Linked DNA regions of Mus musculus: region 1 is linked to region 2. A link is a contact called in public Hi-C data. All regions are on one chromosome and are shown on one strand. Each heading gives the region's core, a stretch centred on a gene start, on an enhancer-like site or on the middle of the called end of the contact. The rest is flanking DNA. Distances are from core to core; before and after follow the strand shown. Region 1 has its middle 17 kb from the start of AW549542. Region 2 has its middle 32 kb from the start of Gm7538.

What was found. A called contact is a pair of places that touch in the nucleus more often than the background predicts.
Region 1: a contact with region 2 is called in a Hi-C map of myocytes, with 1.6 times the contacts expected there. The contact joins two enhancer-like sites. A contact is called at or near these places in 2 of 484 Hi-C or Micro-C datasets (liver and myocytes) and 1 of 9 other capture datasets (embryonic stem cells).

Annotation. Positions count from the first base shown.
Region 1 is chr5:119,561,761-119,565,139 of GRCm38.p6, forward strand. No RefSeq gene overlaps it. Among named protein-coding and RNA genes, the nearest start is that of AW549542, 17 kb to the right of the region's middle. Within about 2 kb of position 1,876, at least 20 of the 459 cell types and tissues checked have an H3K27ac peak or open chromatin away from gene starts, as enhancers often do. A contact at or near this core is called in myocytes, where this site is marked.
Region 2 is chr5:119,166,582-119,169,955 of GRCm38.p6, forward strand. No RefSeq gene overlaps it. Among named protein-coding and RNA genes, the nearest start is that of Gm7538, 32 kb to the right of the region's middle. Within about 2 kb of position 1,465, at least 92 of the 459 cell types and tissues checked have an H3K27ac peak or open chromatin away from gene starts, as enhancers often do. A contact at or near this core is called in myocytes, where this site is marked.

The sequences.
Region 1 (3,379 bases), core at 626-3,125, 400 kb after region 2:
ATAAGAAGAGTGGGCTGGTGACAAAGTTGTACCTCATGAGCTGACCCGCAGAAGAACAACCGCCTCCACGGTCAGTCAGAAGGCTCAGGCTGCTGTGTGTTCATGCATGCATGCATGGATGGATGCGTGTGTACGTGTGTGCATGAGGATCCTGCACCACACCCAGTGTAACAGTTTCTCTGAACTTCTCCTTCCAGACCTTTCAAAGCAAAGTGCCCAGTCTGCTAGAGCATAAAATTATAATTGTCACATTTTATGTCTGTGTGCTGGGGGAGGAAGGGTCTGTGATATGTTGACTCAGGTCAAAGAACAATCTCAAAGGTCAATCCTCACCTTCTACCTTGTTTCCAGACCAGGTCCTTGTTGTTTGATGCTGGCACACAAGGCTCTGAGGATTGTTTCACATCTACTTCTTATCCCACCAACCAGCCTGCACTATCTAAAGAAGGAGGAGGAGGAGGAAGAGAGGGAGGAAGGGAGGGAGGAGGAGGAGAGGGAAGGGAAGGGGAGGGGAGGGGAGGGGAGGGGAGGGGAGGGGAGGGAAGGGAAGGGAAGGGAAGGGAAGGGAAGGGAAGGGAAGGGAAGGGAAGGGAAGGGAAAGAAAGGAAGAGGAGGAGAGGGATGGGGAAGAAGGGGAGGAGAAGGGGAAAGGAGAAAAAAGAAAGAAGAGAGAAGGGAGAAGAGGAGGAGGGGAAAGGATGACAGAAAAGCAGAGGAGAAGAAGGAGAGGAGAGGAGAGGAAGAGGAGGGAGAGAAGAAGGGGAGGAGGAGGGAGGAGTGGAGGGGAGGAAAGGGGGGAAGAGGGAGGGGAGGGGAGGGAGGAAAAGGGGAGGAGGAGAAGGAAGAGGGGGAGGGAAAGGAGAAAGAGGAAAAGGAAGAAGAGGGGAGGAGGGGAGGAGAGGGAGGAAAAGGGGGAGGAGGAGAAGGAAAAAAAGGGAGAGGAGGAGGGGAGGAAAGGAAAGGAAGAAGAGGAAAGGAGGATAAAGAAGAGGAGGAGGGAGAAAGAGGACAGAAAAGTAGATAAGGATAGGAAAGAACAAGGATGGGGAGGAGGAGGAAGGAATGGAGGAGGGGGGAGGAGGGGGAAGAAAAGAAGAAGAAGAAGAAGAAGAAGAAGAAGAAGAAGAAGAAGAAGAAGAAGAAGAAGAAGAAGAAGAAGAAGAAGAAGAAGAAGAAGAAGAAGAAGAAAGGAGAGGAGGATGGGGAGGAGGAGGAGTAGAAGAAATTTAACAGTGCCAAACTTTACCCTTAAGAAGCAGACAATGCTGACCAGGGTTGCACACACCCTAACTCCAGCACTCCGGAGGCAGAGGCAAAAGGATCTGTGAACTCTGTGAGTTCAAGGTCACCCTGGTCAACAGGGTAAGTTTCTGGCCAGACAGGGCCATGTTGAGAGACTGTCTCAAAGTAGGAGGGCAAGATTAGGTCAGGAAGATGGCTCAGTGGGTGGGTAAAGATGCTTACCACCAAGCCTCATGTCCTGACTTGGGTCCCCAGGACCCACATAGTGGAAGGAGGGAACCCTACCCACACACGCAATAAATAAATAAAATGTAGATTAAAATTAAAAGGAAGGAAAGCAATGTAGGTAGCTACATAGAGTAATTCCTTTTGGCAGTGTTTTGTTTTGTTGGGGGTACTGGAGTTTGAACCTAGGACTTTGTGCATGCTCGGGACATGCTTCACCACTGAACCATATTCTATTCCTGACATTTCTAGAACAACGCTGGGGCCCGACTGCAAGAGAACCAGATACCCTCTACTCTACACGGGCTGGAATGGGCTGATTGATGGATGGATGAGTGCATTGTGCCCCACCCAGAGGCCTAATAGCAGCGGGAGTCAGGAGGGCGCCATAAATAACACGGTAACCACAGTGATGCTGGGACCGGGAATGCCCGGGCTACTCTGCTCTCTGAATAGGCCATGAAACTGGATCCTGCCTGCCCTCTCTCCCAAGAAGGTGCCCGGAAAATCTACAACCGGGCCCACAAGCAGAAAGCACGAAGATGAAGGGCCTAGGGTCAGCCAGAGTCCTCAGCCCACATCCCACAGGCCACCGCACATGCCCTGGGCTGCCCCTGCCAGCTGCTTCCCAAGAGGCCCCCCGGGATGGAATAGCTGGGCTGCGTGCGTGCTGCCTCACCTCGCGGGTGGACGGTTTTGGCAGGCCTGTGAGAGAAGTTCGCAGAACACCTGCTCCCGGGGTGTGTGCAGGCTGACCCTCTGCAAGGACTCCCCCGCTTTCCTGGGGCCCTAAGTGATCCTTAGACGTGCCCTGGGCCCCGGCCACCGCTTTTTTGCAGTAATCAGAGCAATGAAGCGCATCTGCTGCTCGCGGGGGTGGGGCCCCAGACAAGCCTTGCCAAGCGTGAGCACTTCCAGAGGAAGAGGCGGCTTCAGCCAGCCGGACCCTGCCAAGAGAGTCTGGGAAATACAAGACCACCTCCAAGACTCAGCCTGGCTCCCTCTGCCCAAGGATCCTTGCTTGGCTCCAAGCATCCCTCCTGTGTCTCCACCACGGGAGACGGAAGCGATTCTGCTCCGATCCTGTATGCTCTGCATCCGAATGCCTGCCAAAGCACCAGAGGAGAGACCGCAAAGGAGCTTGAGAGACAGCTGTTGTAACCCTGCTGCTTTCTGCTCTTCTCTCTGAACTGGGTCCCCTGGAGCCCAAGCAGGTCTCAAACCCTCTATGTAGTTGAGGATGAGTTAACCCTCCTGATCCTCCTGCCTCCACCTCTTAAGTGCTGGGATTAGAGATGCTGGAGATGGAACCTCTGACCTCGTTCGTGCTAGACAACCACTCCGTCAGCTGAGCTACATCCCCAGCCCTTTGATAATCCTTCTGGAATTCTGATTGAAGGCTTGGAACCATCTCCTATGGATGCAAACCCACACTTGTGGGAAGACTTTCAGGGACATTTTTTACTGAGTTAAACACAGAGTTACTGAGTGATCCAGCAGTCTGAGCCTCATTATCTACCCAGGAAAACTGAAAAGCTTGACAGGAGGCAGGCATGGTAAAGCCATGCTAAGATCCCATCCATTGAGTGTCTGAGACAAAAAATTAAGCGTTCAAAGACTGGGGTGGGGGAGGTGCACAATCCAGAGGACCTGAGTTCGAATCCCCAGGACTTAGGTGAAAATTTAGGTATAGTGATTATGCCCATGACCTAAATAATGGTGGTCAGGTGAAGATGGGGGTTCCTGGGGCTCACTGGCCAACAAGTCCAGCTTAAATGGTGAGCTTTAGGTTCTATGAGAGACCCTGTCTCAAGAAATGAAGTGATACAATAAGCAGAGTTCACTATAAAGATCAGAGACCAGCCAGGTGTGAGGCCAACCTGGTCCAATCTCTCTCTCTCTCTCTCTCTCT
Region 2 (3,374 bases), core at 215-2,714:
GCAGAAGCCAAAAGAAGACACTCAAAAGAGTATCACTTTTGAGTTAGGCAACACAGTTACAGCAATGTCTCTCTCTTTCCCATCTTCTCTCCCTTTCTTCCTTCCTTTGTTCCCATCAAGATCTCCTTTCCTCTCCCCTCTCCTTCTCCTGTTTCTTCCCCTCCCTCCCTCCATCTCCCTCTTCCTCTTTCCCTCTCTATTGACCTATTGAAGCTGCTTTAGAAGAAGAAAGACCCACACAGAGAGTTGCTGGTTCTTCCCGACACCACCTCACAGAAAAGCTTGGAAATGGACTTATGCCCAGTTGAACCCTTCAATGAGATGGCTACACTCCTGATCATGTGAGCCAATGAGACAGAACCGCAGCGATGCTACTCCCACAGTCCTGACCAACAGAAGGTGTAAGATAACAGACATTCACAGTTTTAAATCACTCACTTTTGGACAGCTCCTGGTAGGAGCGTGGTATCAGAATCATTTGCATATTCATATAACTGAGGGTTATTAATATCCACTAGACACTTTTATTCCATGCTTATCACAGTTATACACAAAGCCAGAAGATCACCCTCTCTTAAATATGTGGCAATGTACTTTGACTGCCTCCCTGAGACTCAGTTTCTCCACTTTACAATAAATATGACAGCAGTGTCTATCAAGGGGTTGTCTGAGGACCGAATGGAATAAGATACTCCAAGTGCCAAGGATAGAGCCTGAAACACACTGACTGCTCAACAAATTCAGTTTCTATTAGTCAGGGAGAGAAAACGGCTGGCTTATAATGAAGATGTCTGTTGCAGTCGCAATGATCAGATACATGACTTAAAAACAGACGTTTATTTTGACTCGCGCTTCAGGGCATCCAGTCCACTGTCTCAGCAAGGCAAGTGCCTGGTTGCATGTCAGTAGCTGGTGGGGGTGCCAAGAGCTAGGCCAGGAAGCAGGTCTGGACCATAAACCTCTAGACCTATCCCTGTGCCCCTGTGGTGCCAGTTAGGCTCCGCCACCTCCCCCAAACAGCGCCGCTTACTGGGGACTGAGTGTTCAAACCCATGGACCCCCTGGGGGAATCTTCTCATGCAAACCCTGGCAAGGTATCTCAAGGAGACATAGGAGGAAAGTTCGCCATGGTCGGTCCCATGGTAGTTCGGCTGTTAGTTCCTTTGCTTGCTGAATAACAAGCCTGTTCCCAATGGCTGCCAAGCACAGGGAGGAACGCCCTCACCCCCACTCCCCGGCAGCCAGCATTCAGAAAGTCCTCCAGCCCAGCCACGAAGAATCGACTGTGTCCACCCGTGCCTCTCTGGCAGAAAAGAGAATCCCTGATTTTTCTGGACACGTTCTGTCGCTCTCTGGCTGCGTGCCCGGCTTTACTAAGCCGTTCCATTCTCTCATGACTCAGGGATGAGTGTGGGGGACTGAGTCATGGGAAGCTGGGTGGGGTGCGGGTGACCACGTGGTGTGGACCGTAAGTTATACAGGCTTGGGGGGGGGAGGGCTCACGGAAAACAGCGGCGTGCACCAGAGTGCAAAGAGAGCAGAGAAACCAAGCTCAGATGCAATTCCCTTTAGCTGGGGAAACTGGTGTTTTCCTATCACGGGGAGGGAGAGCTGAGTGAGAACTTGGTCTTTGAATTCCCGCCCTGATGCTCTTGTTACCTTTTAGGACAATCTCCCCCTAAAAGACACAGGGGGAGAGAGCGATGATTATGATATTTTCAAGTTTTAGCACCACCCCTAGGACCCGGTAGAAAGGAAATATCAGTGGGATGGGTGAGGACCTTGCTCTGCAGAGAGCAGTGCTTAACCCGTGGAAGGCCCTGGGTTTCACCAGTCAACTCCAAAACAAAATCCAAACAAAAAAACCACAAGGAAAACGAGTCAAGATCCTTCTCAAGCATCGAAAAATTATAAACAGGACAGAACAGAATTGTCAAGGGCAGAGTAGGTAGGGCCTTTTTTCATTTCATGTCTGTTATAGCGCACATTTTCAAAATTAGCACCCAGAAGAGCGTAGATGTTTTGATCCACGCTGCTTGTAATTGGGGTAGAACTCGGACTACAAGATCCATTATTGACCAAACTACAAGATCGCTCATCCGTTATTGACCAATGGAGATTTGATTCTGAAACTACCAGAAGAGGAGTACTCAGTAATGAGGCACAACCACAGGCCAGAATCCCAGTCCACACAGAAATGCAAATGACATCCGATTAATGAACCATCAAGTCCTGATACAATAAGAATCACACAGCCTAATTTTGTTTCAAATAATCTTCGATGAATATGTATGAATATAAGAACTCTAGATATCTGGAAAGTCACACACACACCACCATAATGTCAACAGTCCCAAGAGGTGGCCTAGCTTCGGAAGCAATTAGAACCAAAGTGGATTTGATGTAAAAATAAATCTGTAAAAGTCTATAGCGTTTGGGACGGCAATATGGCTCAGCAGCTAAAGGTGCTTGCCACCAAGTCTGATGTCCTGAGTTCAATCCCTAGGACCCACACGGTGGAAGCAGAGAACCAGAACTGGCTCTTACAAGTTGTTCTCTGATCTCTGCATATGTACAGTGCCATGCACACACACACACACACACACACACACACACACACACACACACACTCGCGTGCGCAAAAACATCCCATAGTATTCTTACAAGCATGTTTATACCTAGTGGATCTTTACTTTTTTATCAGGCAATCTAAATATTAGAGATGAAAATCAAGGCGCCCTGAGTGCTTTGGGTTTCTTGGCAAAATAAGCAAGCCAGGGGCTGCTAGCTAGTTAAGAGGAAGGGAACAGGGAATCACAGAGCAAGTGAGCAGTGGAAGCCAGAACCTGAAAGAATGGCGTGTGCAGCTGTGTGGGAAATGAAACTTCACATGCATCGTGCTTTCGGTGGGCGCGGGGGTGGAGAGTGACAGGTGCACAAGGCTCACTGTCCTGTTACCAACACTGTGTGTTCAACCATCACTGGATGCTCAGCCTTGCCCTGCCCTTTTCTTCTCTTTGGCCGTCACCTCTTTTCAAACAAGAATGCAACCATTTAAGCTCCTGTATCAACCCCTGCTTTCCCTTCTCACTCCTTGCCTCTCTGTCCCCCATGGCCCCCAACACGTTCTTGTCTCCTTGTCATCTCTCCCCATTTCCCAAGTGGTAATTCCCTTCTTTTGGTCCCCTTGGCTTCTCTGCCATCCCTGTTCGATCCTTCTCTTCCATTGCTGTTCCCCGAGAGAATTCGCTATCCATCTTAGGCCTCTAGACCACCACCACCACCAGCAGCAGCACTCAGAACAAATATTCATTATAATGTCAATGCTAGGTCCCCACTCCAGACCTGCTGTACCAGACACTTGGGGAGTGAGG